2 separate regions of the Columba livia genome follow, and region 1 is linked to region 2. The links are chromatin contacts, called in public Hi-C maps. All regions are on one chromosome and are shown on one strand. Each heading gives the region's core, a stretch centred on a gene start, on an enhancer-like site or on the middle of the called end of the contact. The rest is flanking DNA. Distances are from core to core; before and after follow the strand shown. Region 1 overlaps TMEM135 (transmembrane protein 135). Region 2 holds the start of FZD4 (frizzled class receptor 4).

Region 1 (7,112 bases), core at 338-2,837, 180 kb after region 2:
GAAAGGAAAGGAAAGGAAAGGAAAGGAAAGGAAAGGAAAGGAAAGGAAAGGAAAGGAAAGGAAAGGAAAGGAAAGGAAAGGAAAGGAAAGGAAAGGAAAGGAAAGGAAAGGAAAGGAAAGGAAAGGAAAGGAAAGGAAAGGAAAGGAAAGGAAGGAAAGGAAAAAAATCTCACTGAATCTTGCATGTTAAAGCAATCTAGCCATCTGTGAAGGAAACAGCTCACATTCTGATCTCTTGTGCCTCATGGAGCTGTAGATCTAGAATGGAAGCTCCTTTGTGTTGAGATGCTGCTCAACTTCAAGTGGTGGTTTTGATCCAAAGGAATTACATCTAAATGCTTCTCTGCTTCCAAGTAGGGTGCTATAATTTTAGATTTGATGCACTTTGTTTCTGATAGGAAAATAAGTAAGCAGAGTATTATTTTTTTTCAAGCTGGTGTGAAAGTCATGAGAAGTTGCTGAAGTCAGAAGACTCTTGTGTCACCATATCTACAAAGAATTTTAGGATCCGGTTTCCCACAGATTTATCTAAATGTCTTTCTGCAGCCTCATCACAGACCACTGACAGCTCAATGGATTTAGGCATTAAGATTAGCATAATAATCATGTTCTTCTTTGGTCCCTGGGAAGGATCTAGATACCGCTCAGATAGTTGGAAAGTTCACCACAACTGAGTAGTGACAAGTCAAAATAGGTTTTGTGGCATGTCCGATCATAATTCTTATAAATCACATTTTTCACTTAAAAACGAAAATATGTGTTCTTCTGCTGGGAAAAATACTAGTGGTACACAGTTCTGAAAAACCTTTGGTTTCAACCCCGTTTGTCTTATCTGACTTGACTGGGTCAGCTCTTATTTTATATCCACAGATATAAAATACTTCATTTTAAAGTAACTTTTTTCTACATAGTGAGGAAGACCTTACTGGTTTGGAATTGTTCTTGCTTCCCAAGGCCTTTTGGAAAACTACTATTTCCGAAGTGGGATTTTATCTTACAGTAACCACATAAACTATTTACTCTCAAACAACTTAGAACTGAGCTTGAACTAGTTCTTCCATTTCTCTGATACAGAATGGTTAAATGTGTGTCCCTGGATCTTGAATTTCTTTATAATCCCATTCTCAGTGGCGCTTATTCTGCAGTTTCAATCCTGTAGTCACAACCCACGTGATTAACATGATGGGGAGTGTCAGACCATGAGGGGGGTGGAGAAGATAATGATGGATGATTTGGTTTTAAGGAAAACAAATGATCTTTTGAGAATAACATTTACAAAAGGACAGATGGGGGCAAATACAAAACAGGAGTTTGACTTGCAGGAATAAAGAGCGAAGGGGGAGATGGAAAAGGAAGAAAATAAATGGATAAAGATGACATCTCAGAAAAATGACAACTGTTACTGTGTTTAGTGTTGTTAACACTGGGGGAAGGGAGAGAGTGAAGGATAGAAAAACAGAAGGAGGAAGGTGTAGTAACCTCTCTAAGTAGCTTGAAACAGAAAATGGATTGTCCTCAAGTTCAACACAGCTCACAAAGGAACGTGGGTACCCTTTAATTCCTAATAGCAAGGGATATAGCTGGCGTGTTCAGACACAGTCACGTTTCATCACTGTGATCCTCCCTTCCCCATAAAACACCTTAACTGGGAACCGTGGTCACCTCCACCTCTGATCAGTCTCTACAGGCAGATGTGATGTGCCACCACATGTCCCGTGCTTGCGGTGTTTCCTTTCCACCCGGCCGTAATGAGAGCTCTGCATAGAGGAGTTCTTAATTTACTCCTACTCTGAAAGGTAACACAAGCAATACGGGGATGCTGTTAAATGTGGCATATATTGGTGCTGTGAGCTGCTTTCTCCTCACCAGTTCCGTGGGTGAAAAGTAACTTGGTTCCCCAGAAGGCTTCTTGCACAGGGTATATCGATTGGTCACGGAGAAAATCTTTACAACACTTATGACAAGGCATACTAATAAAAAAGCCCAAAACAGAATTGCTGGCAGCTGCAGCCTTGCAGTTCAGTGTGGGAACTTCTCCTTCCCACAGGATGGAGGGAGAGTAGAGTAAGCTCATGTACAGCACCTTTTCACATACACAAACATAAATAATTAGAGTTAGTTCATGTCTAGTTGGAAGTATAGTTAGTATCAAGCCTTGGCTCTATTTCACTTTTACTGTTTTCTTTATGAAAAAATAAATGTGTGTGGCCATAAGTTAAATTTGTGTTACAAATATACACAACTAAAATCAACTCTATTTGCTCATGTGCCAGAATTGTCGCAGCAGGGGAATTTGGAGAACTTGAATTTATTGCTGTGGCCAAAGCCAAGCTGGAGTGAAGCATTTCTGGGTGACCAGGTACACGGTGCCCAATGGGGACAGCTGGCAGGGTCCCTTTGTACCATTTTCTGATGGGAAAATGGAACCAGATTGTGCATCCTTTAAATTATTGCTTGCTGGGCACAAAGTGGCGCTGCCCTCCTGCAGCTTGAGATTCGGTCCCTGGGGCGCTCAGGGTGCTGGGGATGGCAGCAGAGGTGAGTTACCTCTAACGGCGTACAACTCACCCCTTATCTCAGACCTTCCCGGTTGAATAAATGCCCTGAAAACAAGCTTTTAATACGCTATTGAGGTTTTTCCGGTCTCAGGGATATCTGCAACGCCGGACACATGTAACAGGTTTTACTGTGCTCATTTACAGCTTGAATGGCTCACAGGGGTCAGCAGCACAGGCCAGGCTTTTTCACCCCTTGAGCAATGAAGCATTGAGTAAAAGTTATTATTACCAATTAGTGTTGGCATTATTATTACCAATTAAGGGCTGTATGAAGCAAATCATTAGTCTTAGTTCAGTTATTAGCAGACAGGTGTTCGTGAAACGTGCCATATGCAGCGAGTGTTGGACCTCGACAGTCTCCCTTGAAGCTGAATTTGTGACGTCTCCATGCTGTCCCTGCAGCAGCTTTGGTTGTGCCCCCCAAAAACCAGCATGCTTGGAGTCAGCGTGGGGGGTTCCTGCTGCTACCTATGGTATGTACCCAGTGAGTGAATAAATAAGGCAATCCCTATCTCTAGACTGGTATTCTGCAGCCTTTCATGTACTGAATTCATGATTTAAAGCCAGATATTAGATCATTAGTTTTGGTTTTGGTTGCTGCTTCATTTGTAAAAGCAAAATTGTCATGTCAGAGAAGGATGAGTTACCATGCAAATTACTCAAAATTGTTTCTCTAGGACTTCTGGTTTTTAAATCCTTTAATATGCAATATTTTCACATATCCACTTTACACAAGTGATTTTAGACAGCAAGCAGCATGAATTAAGTTCTGTTTAAGACCTTATATAGTGCTTTTATACTGTTATAATTTAAAAAATTAGGAAGTTAATGGGAAAAAAAATTGAATTGTATCTTTAGTGTTGCTTCCATATTGAATCACATATTTAAGTTTGGTGCATTTTGCAGGCGGATTCATAGCTCTATAATTATACAGAAGAACAAATAAAATAAGAATAATTATTTAATAAAGTTTTGATATACCAAATACTGCATAGAATTGACTTTAATCGTGTGGTTAGAATAGACATTAGAAATCTTTTGCATGTTTCTTGGAGGAGTAGGGAGTTGGAGTGCTGTTGTCTCTTTCAGCGATTCAGATCTCTTCTGAATTTCAATACTAGTGAAGAAAGGATTCGAGCGACGGTGTCTTTGGGGAGTTAAAGGCAGATGAGCGGCAGGGTGGTGTTGGTCGGGTCGGCCCCAGCACTGGTTGGGCAGGGACCTCTGCTGGTGTGATAATGGAATAATGGGACACGTAAAACTCAACCAGCAGCTGCACTGAAGTGATTAAGGCAAAAACATCATTATGCTCATGCTGTTATTGCTTTCTGTTTCAATATTATTCTATAAACACTTACATGCATGTTTACATTTCAGTTTGTGTATGGTTTTAATTTACTGGGAAAGTAGAAACTAAGGCCCTATTCTTGAGCTGGCAGCTTGCAGACTTAATTTGTTGAACACCCTTAAATCAAAGTTCATTTAACTTACAGTCAATCAGATGTTTAAAATCAAACTCATGATACCAGACTGTGGTTCTGTGGATATAGCAGACATATATATAAACCCTGTGCATTTGGGCTCCATTTGCAGTTCTGCCAGTGATTCACTGTGATCTCTGGCAAAAAGCTGATTAAGTTTGTTTCAGTCCATCACTCACCGATTGTTTCAATCCATCTTTCAGTCCGTCTCTATGTTAAAGTGCTATGATAATTTAAAGCTTCTGAATCTTATAGGTAAAGAATCATAAAAAGTAAAATGTTTGCATATCTTTGATGCGAAGTTCTATATTAATTAAAGACAAAGTGAGCCATCTTATTTATATGCATTTACCTTTAACCCCTAGATATAGAATCACAGAATGTCCTGAGTTAGAAGGGACCCACAAGGATCATGGAGTCCAACTCCTGTCCCTGCACAGGACAACCCCACAGTTCACACCGTGTGTCTGAGGACGTTGTCCAGTCTCTTCTTGAACACTGTCAGGCTTGGGGCCGTGACACCTCCCTGAGGAAACCAATATTGTAGGTGCAGTCATTGTAAAAGAGAAGTTCTTCAGGATGAATTTTCCAGTGCTCTGTGCAACTGTGCTTGATACTTACTTAGCACTGTGCACATGGTGACAAACCAAAGTCCTTGGAAGCAGATGTGGTGAAGGCCATACCCTTGGGAAGAGTTTCCCAGGAGTATTTAATGCTGTGACATCATACCAGCATTGCACCAGATGCTGCCCTACCAGGAGAAAACAGGGCTGTGTTGATCTCTGAACATCTTTCATCTTGTTATATTCTTCCTGCTGGTGGTGTCTCCAGCCATCGGTAGCACACGTTGACCACACACGGGGTCTACTGGGAGATGGTGGGACGTGTTTTTGGGGGGGTTCAGGCACAGACTTTGCAGGGACAACTTGGTCTCTGCAGGCAGAAGTCAAAGGATTGTGTTTTTCTGTTCCCGCTTCCAAAGCTTTTGCGACTGCTGTCCTGTCTTCTCTTGGAGTAGATGTGTTCTTGAAGTGATGGTGTCGATATGTTACTAGTTGGTGCTTTATGTGCTGTGTCAGGAATGCGTTGCTACCATGATGTCTTCCCTGTGCAATTCTATAAAAAAGAAAAAGGGAAAAACCTCCAAGTATCTGCTCTTTGCTTTCCTACCAACATGACACTGACAAGTCTTCTGGGAAGAATCTGTAGCAGCTGCCAGGTTCAGCTCCTTCCATTGTGTCCTGGGCAGAAAAAGCCAATAACCTGAATGTTTCACAGCCAGTTACGGACTCTTTGCTGTGGTCATTATTCACACAAGAACCCTGTAGTCTGTAACTGAGAATGCATATGATCAAGCTTAGAATCGGAACAACCTTTGTATAATTGAAAAAACAGGACTTTCAGATCGAGAGTCATCTTAAAGTAACAAGCGGCAGAGATTGCAAAGTAGAACAATATATCTCAAACTCAGAGCAACTATTCCCTGCAGCTCTTCACGAGAGGGTGGGTATTTTATTGAGGTCCAACTCTCCTTTCTCCCCTTGCAGTGAGATTTATCTGTCATAAACCCCATCGTGACTTCTTTTCCATAAAGCAACAATTCTTTGTCATGTGGCCCATTGTCACCCCAGTGGTTCTGTCACCATCCTTTAAAAATTTCTCCACTCTTGGTTTGGATAAAAGAGAGAAGCACTGGGGTTTATGTGCTGTACCCTTTGTTTCCGAGATGTCCCAAGGCCGTGGTGACAATTGTGAGGTTGGACACAGCCACAGAGTTGTTACAGACGTGCTGTTTGTCGTTAATGAGAAGCTGGTGTTCATCCGCAGTCCTCCTACATAATATTTGATCCATAACACTTTATGTTGTATCGCAAACAGCCCATTATTGAAAAACCTGTTGTTTTTATGTTTCAGGTGCAAAGATGGCTTGAAAGGATTTACATACTCTGCACTAAAGTAAGTGAAGTTTCCATGAGTATGTAGCTTAAAGTGAAGGTTTTGAGGAGTGGTGCATAGTGGCAAACGCATTGTATGAAAAGGGAGAAAAATCACGCTGTTGTAAAAATTTTCCAACTTTGGGGGTATACAGCATAGTTTGAACAAGACATAATATGCTGGCAAGAGAGGAGTCTTTTCATGTTTGGGACCATTATTGAAAGGAAACGCAGGCATATGGTTGCACGTTTTTGAGGGAGCATTAATCTTTCTAAAACCGGGATTCATGACTCTTGATATTCTCCTGGAAGCCAATGGCTGCTGTGTTTTGACCTGGAGTTTATATGGTGTATTTCCAAAATGCTGAATGAATACAACAGTAGTTTTGCACCCAGCACCTGAATAAAGCATGGACTTGTGGCATATTCATGTGAGAGTTCCTGTATGTACCACTAAACCTTGTGTCCGGCCTGGTGGTCCACGCTCTCATAGAATTTACTTCGCGATGGGACCCTCTGGTGTTACTCATTTGGGACGTTACACAGAGTTGTCCCATCTTTGTGTCTCATGTCAGAAATACAAAGACATTATTCTTGTGTGTCTTTTATAAACTCCACTCCATCTGCTGCTCAGTGCATGGACAGTATCAGCTCCCAGGTGAAGAGCTGAAGTCAAGCAAGACAGACTTGCTGTTGTTGATAGTGGAAAACATTTTATAGAGTTTGCAGCTATGAAACAGCTGTGGAATTTGATATCAGGTGCCAATAGTTAAATAATTCAGTCTATAGTCCAGACATCTGGACATGACACACTCCTATGGCAACATGCAGAAACAACACTTTCTGAAATCTCCAGTTCACTGGGAGATTCAGTTACATATCAAATGACAAACATTTTATACCTTCATCACCGTCAGCAAGACTACCAGCATATAGTGTAATTTGCAAAGAGTTAGGAAAGATCTTGCTGCTGTGACCTCCTTTGCCCTTGATATACAGTAATTCTACACCTAAGATGAACCAGTCTATTGACAATATCAACTTCTGGGTGAAGACAGAGGGCTGAAGATGAAGCCAAGCAAAACAAAGTGGATGCTCTTGGTGGGAGTGAAAACATTTTGAAGATTTTACAAAATAGA
Region 2 (6,660 bases), core at 3,724-6,223:
GATACTTTGGCACAGCTTGATATGAGGTCACAAGACAAGGCTCCTACTCCATCCTTATCCCTTGAAAGTCAACATATAGCTGCTGACTTTACATCCCTCGCCGGGCTAGGAGCAAGATCACACAACGGAGAAGCTCATCCATCTGAAGAACTCCTTGTCCACAGAATAACCAGATCCAAACACAATGTAAATAGCGAGAGACTTTATGGAGAGGATGAAAAGGCTCGGCTGGTATGCGGTGTTGGCCAAGACAATGCTTGTGCGTCTTGAGCAGAATGTGTCAAGTTGTCACTTGTTCTGCTGGAGAGGGTGCCCAACCACAAAGACTGCAATTAGGGTTTGTTTGGGGTTTGTTGTGTTGTTTTGGGTTTTTTTAGGAAAAAATAAAAAAAGTCCTCAAGCACATGTTTCAACATTGACATTGAAACAATACACACTTCTGGGACAGATTAGTGCTCATGGCCAGAGCTGGAATGGGTTGTGGTTTGGGAAGCACATGGGGCACCTGTGTGAACAGCCAGGACTGCAATAAAGCGGTGCCTGTTCTCAGCTGCCCTTGAAGGTCGCGTGAGTTGGGGTACCGGGGGGGACGCTCCACAGTCAGACAGGTTCCACACAAACAAATGAAGCAAATGTTTAGGGCACACAGATTAAAACAAAGGTCCTTCAAAGGGATAGAGCATCAGAACAGTGTTCTCTGGAGTGCTTCTGGGCCATTTCTGTTTGCATCACCTTTCTTATTACCCAAACCTCCAACACAAGATTCGAGCTCCCCACAAGCACAAGCCGATGCCTCCTCAAATAAAGAACAAGTAAACCCGATAGTTGCTGTGAAACATTATTCACCAAGAAGTTGTGTCTCTTCTCTCGGGATCTCTTTACAAAAACTGGAAGTGTCTTTTTTCATTCCTGAGGACTGAATGTCTGCTCACATTCTGCATGTAAAAAATACTTTAAAAAAATGTCTCCATAGCTGTCAGTGAGCAATGGGAGCATCATTGTGAGGCAGTCAGCTGTACTGCGATGTCATGGGCTGAGAATGTTCTTTTAATTGTAACTGACACACATAATTATACAACTGATCTGTGTGAACATGAGGTTGCCAAGGAACTTAACATTTCGCTTCTCCCCAGACTGGCGTCTGCAGAGATACCATCACACCGAATGAAATATATTAAGACTTAATTGCTTCATGCAATGGGTCTCCAGAGAGGGCCAGATAAGTTTACTTGGAGAAAACTGGCATTGTTTGAAGAGACCCTCAACTCAATTTTCTTTTTCCTAGAGGAAGGAACGCTATAATGTAAGACTTTATTTAAAGCTGTTGAATGCAGCAGAATAAAGTAGTCCACTGGAAATAGCAGGAGCACCTGAAGGGACAGGAACAAAGGCAGACGGACAAAAACCAATGCAGAAGACCATACACAGATTTCCAGCCCCCACTGACTCATCTACTTCTGCCAATGGTCTTGAGTAAAGCCTTTAAAAAATTAGAAATATTGATAGAACCACGAAATAATTCAGGTGGGAAGGGACCTAGGGAGGTCCAAATTCCCACTCAAGGCAGAGCCAATTTTCAATTCAGACCAGGTTACAGACCGTAAAAATAATGTGTTGAAATTATTATTAGACCATCAGACAACTTTAAAAATCATCCTCACTAATACCTCACTAAATCCTACTCATAATGGGTAACTCTCAGACCTGGAAAGTCCACTTGGTATTTGTTGGAGGACCTGATCCTTGGCTGACTCGTGCAGCATATGGGAGCAACAGAATTCCCCAGGGCACAAAGACACAAGCCTCGGCAAGCGCCTTCTTCATGATGCTGAACTCAGAAAAAAGGCATCTAACTGAGGTCCCGGATGCTCCACCTTCTGATATCTGGGCCCTACATCAGCCCAGAATTTGGCCCCGGACCACCTTTCCTCCATCAGCTATAGGAAAAAGAAAATAACATCCCACAGGCGTGGGCTACAGTCCCTCAGCTTCTAAAGACTTCAGTACATTGCAAAGGAAGACAACGTGTTTGGATATTTCACAGCTTTTAAAGCCTCTCGGGCTTTCCTGTTTTGGGCAGCATGGTTTATGGCTATTGTATCTGCAGTGTGATCTTTTTGCTGTTTGTTCTTTAAGGCTTTTTTTTTTTCTCCATCCCCCAGAGACAGGTTGTGTAACCATCTCCCTACGCTGCTCCCAACATTTTCACAGCAACGCTTACACACAATCAGTCCTCCACGGGGGAGCGGTCGGACCATCGGGGTGCCGTCCTTTCCTCATACCACGGTCTCATTCCCTTTCCCAGGTTTCACCCAACCGTCTGCTCTCTTCTCCCGTTTTACCTTCCCTGAGTTCACCAGTCTGTTGGAGCACTTCTGCCACGTGTGCAGAGTTTTGGCTGACCAGATCCACATACCTGACGTAATCCCCACCAGGAGGGACATGAAGATTTTGAGCATCTCCACTGCCATATTGGAATCATCTGCCGAATAGCGGAAAATGGCCCAGTTGGAGATTTCATAGAAATAACAGGCGATGACACACGTTGCTGGGACAGTGTACAGCACCGAAAAAACACCGATTTTGACCATCAGCCTTTCCAGTTTGTCTGTTTTAGTTCCATCTTTCTGAAGATTAGACCTGATTTTAAATAAGGCCACCAGTCCCGCTGCAATGAATAAAGTCCCAATGACCAGGTAGGTAAAAAGCGGAGCGACAACAAAGCCCGTCAGCGCATCTAGGTTCTGGCTCCCAACGTAGCACAGACCGGTGAGCTCGTCCGCATCTACTAGTCTCATAATCAAAATGACGATGGTCTTCACGGCGGGGATAGCCCAGGCTGCAATATGGAAATAAGAGCTGTGCATTTCTATAGCTTCGTGGCCCCACTTGAGTCCTGCAGCCAGAAACCACGTCAATGTGAGGATAACCCACCAGATGGAGCTAGCCATCCCGAAAAAATACATCAGCAAGAAAATTATAGCACATCCTGTGTTCTTAAGACCTTCTTGGATAAGAACAGGTTCTGCTGCCTCTTCAAAATCACAGGATATCCTTTCCCGGCCCACAGTTAGCCTCACAATATAAGCAATGCTATAAATATTGTAGCACATGCTCAAAAATATGATTGGGCGCTCCGGGTAGGAAAACCTGGATGAATCAATCAGGAAGGTCAGGACTGTGAAGGCAGTGGAGATGAAGCAAAGACTGGCCCACACGGCCATCCAGATATCCGTGAATTCCTTGGCTGACCTGCTGTAGAGACCAGCGTCGTAGCCGCACTTGAGGACACAGTTCAAGCTCCTCTTCACCCAGATGTACTGCTCCGAGTTAGATCCCATGCTGTGGCACTCTTCTCCGGGCTGGAGGGAGGTCTTGCTGTGCAGGGGAACCTCTTCATCTCCTGGACCCTCCATGCACATGTGGTTGTGATCGTTCTGGGGTGGGAATTTGCTGCAGTTGAGGCTGTCCGGCCAGGCAAATCCAAATTCTTTTAAAACAGGCTCACATCTCCTTTTGACAGAGAGGCACATGCCACCACAGGGACCTATGGGGATGTTAATCTTCTCTGTGCACATCGGAACATACACCGAACAAAGGAAGAACTGGAAGAAACAGAAATCACAAGTGCGTTAGGGGAAAATTAAACAGGTTAAAATACAGCAAGTTTTCCTTTTTGTCTTTTTAGCAGTAATATTTGGTCCTTTGCCTTAAAAAACAGGAAGCAGCATAAAACAAATAAACCAAGAACAATAAAAACAAAGGAGAAAAAAAAAAAACAAAACCAACAACCTAACAATGTTGTCTTCTTTCAGTTCAAATGTGGTCCGAAGCCAAAGCTTGAACATTTTACTCCCTAGATTAGCTCCGTGTATATTTAGCCCATCACTTTCAATAAAGCGAGTGGGATTTAGCCAGATCTAAACCTCAAGGGTGCAATTTAGGAAAGCAAAAAACCAAACTGAAGCGGTTTAAACAAATACATATATTTGTTCTGGGCACTGCCTGGATATTACAGCTAACAGACAAACAGAAGAAAAGGCATTTTATTGAATTACTTTGGTTCATGATCCTCCTAAAAGAATAGCTTTTTCTTTTACAATAAGGTCACGTATGTAACAGTAATAAAACACTGTAGTTTCCTCCACTTTTCGAATAATCGCAATTCTGTGACGCGACAGTGTAAGCGGGATCGCGTGCTACTTCGGGAGCTCTGTCCCAAGAAACAAGCTGGTTTTTGTTTGATGAAATCCATGCCCGTGGGGAGGACCGGGATCTCACCATTCGCCTGGGAAAGAAACTCCTGCGATGGAAGCCTCGGAAGAGGTTCCCACCAGCCGGCAGCTCCCAGGAGCAGCTCCCTGGGGTTCTCAGCTAAGAGGGGAGCAGAGCTCGGGTACAACACCCGAAGCTCCGCCGAGACAACGTGCCCCTGCCCCTCCGCACCGGGATGAACGAGCCCGTCCCAGGCGCCGAGGAACAGCGCTCAACCCAGCGGGACTTTCGGTTGGGTTTTCTTTTTGGACTGAGCCGAGGGGATGGAGATGAGGATGGGGATGAGCAGCCGGTCCAGTCCTCCCACCCCGCTCTCCCACTCCGGCCACGCACAAAGGGGACCCCCGGCGCCCCGACCCACCTGGAGCTGGCTGGAGCAGCCGTACTGGATGAGGGGGGTGAAGGTGGTGAGCTGCAGCTCCGCGTCCGCCTGCAACTCGTGCCCCACCAGGTTGGGCATCTTGGTGACATTGTAGCCCAGGTTCTGGCACATGGCGATGCGGATGGCGTCGCACCGCCGCTCCTCCTCGTCGCCGAAAGCCCGCGCCCCACCGAGCAGCCCCGCCAGCAGCACGGCCAGCAGCCGGGCCCGGCCGGCAGCCCCTCCGCCGCCCCCCGCCATGGCCCGAGCTGCGCCCCACGGCCCCGGCCCCGGCCGCGCCGTGCCGCACGGGCCGGCTCCAACGGGGAGGGGCCGGGGGCGGCTCCGCTATTAAAGAGCTTCGCCGAGAAACTGCCCAGGGGAGGGACGGCGCCTCCCCGAGCCCTCCCAGCGCCCCCGTCCCCGCCCCGGGGAGCCCGGCCCCCGCCGCAGTCCTGCTGGACGGGGGTGGTCCTACCTGCACCCCAACTCGGCATCGAGGAGTCCCAGCTCGGGTGCCTGAGAAGCCCCGACCAGCACCCTCGAGAAGCGCCGTCCTCCTGGCTGCCTCCCGCCACCCCTCGCAAGCCCCCAAGCCCTTCTCCTCCTGCTCGCACCCCTCAGACCTGCACCCCTCTGCTACGGGGACAGGCTGAGAGTTGGGGTTGTTCAGCCTGGAGAAGGGGAGACATTATTGCAGCCTTTCAGTACTTAAAAGGGGCCTGTAAGAAAGATGGGGCAGACTTTGTAGCAGGGCCTGTTGGGACAGGACAAGGGGTGATGGTTTTAAACTAAAGGAGGGGAGATTCAGGCCAGACATGAGGAAGCAATATTTTACACTGAGGGTGGTGAAACCCTGTCCCAGGTTGGCCAGAGAGGTGGTGGATGCCCCATCCCTGGAGACATCCCAGGCCAGGCTGGACGGGGCTCTGAGCAACCTGACCTGGGTGAAGATGTCCCTGCTCATGGCAGGGGTGGCACTGGATGAGCTTTGAAGGGCCCTTCCAACACAAACTGTTCTACAACTCTATTGTCCTTGTCCTTCAGGAATACCCCGGGGAGCCCTGCCCATGCCCCCTCCAACCAAAACATGTACCCCCCCCTTGCTCCTACATGCCTGGTGCCACTGGGAGACATTCCCACCATCCCCAGTGTCCCCACTACACCTCTCCATGGCACCCAAGTCCAGCTCCTCATGGACAGTGTGGGCTGAAACCACAGCACACATGTTGGGGCTCATGCTCATTGCACCCCAGCCCTTCCCTCACTTCTGGCCTGTCTCCTCACAGCCAAGGGCACTCGGCTTCTTCATGGCCAGGTTAAAAATGTCCAGGCTGGTTTTCTGAGCTGCCTTTTTCTCTTCCCCTAACAAGTTAAATTGTTTCGCTAGCTGCTGAGCTGCTGGGTTACATCTGGGGTTTACCGTTGTTTGTTTTTTCATTGGGGCCAAGAAACCTGGAGGGCACTGCTAGGTACCTCCTGGCATTTGTATAAATCTCCGTAAAATAAATAAGTGTGGATGAAGCATTTCTGAATTTGGAGGGGAAAGGGCTGGATGATTAAGCAGACCTTGAACATGTCAGCAGGAGGAGGGATTAAGCACAGAGAAATTAGGTTTGCACTTAAATTCTCTCAGTATTATTTACACCTGTAATAAAACCTGGTTGAGCTGGTTGTGCCTTCAGCAAAAATATGTCATCTATTAATGAACTGTTTGTAAAGCACTTTGAAAATGTTTGTAAAGTCCCAGTTAAGTGACCTCTTACTGTGTGTGTATGGCCAGTGGCATGTGCATGTGCTCCTGAGCATGTCCATCGCAGCAGCTCTGCTTCCATTCGCACCTTTGCTTCTCCCCAGGGTCTCCTGGCTGCATCACCGGACTAAGACTAAGACTAACAGACCAAGGCAACACTTAAAAACAGCTCCTTTCCAGGCATGAGATTGTAAACTGCAGCAAAACTTGATCTGTTCTCCCAAGTAACAAGTGATAGCACAAGAGGAAATGGCCTCAAGTCGCACCAGGG

Evidence for each region. Hi-C and Micro-C count contacts between places; a contact is called where the count stands out from the background.
Region 1: a Hi-C map of liver shows a contact between it and region 2, with 4 times the contacts expected there. The contact joins the enhancer-like site here to the promoter of FZD4 in region 2. A contact is called at or near these places in 2 of 2 Hi-C or Micro-C datasets (crop and liver).

What each region holds. Positions count from the first base shown.
Region 1 is chr1:9,718,289-9,725,400 of bColLiv1.pat.W.v2, forward strand. It overlaps TMEM135 (transmembrane protein 135), which reads left to right. Exons shown (of 14, transcript XM_065034603.1): 6 at 5,954-5,995. Among named protein-coding and RNA genes, the nearest start is that of TMEM135, 160 kb to the left of the region's middle. Within about 2 kb of position 1,588, at least 2 of the 3 cell types and tissues checked have an H3K27ac peak away from gene starts, as active enhancers do.
Region 2 is chr1:9,536,328-9,542,987 of bColLiv1.pat.W.v2, forward strand. FZD4 (frizzled class receptor 4) reads right to left here and starts at 4,974. Exons shown (of 2, transcript XM_065032443.1): 1 at 4,637-4,974; 2 at 1-3,605. The coding sequence starts at 4,897. The coding sequence ends at 2,277.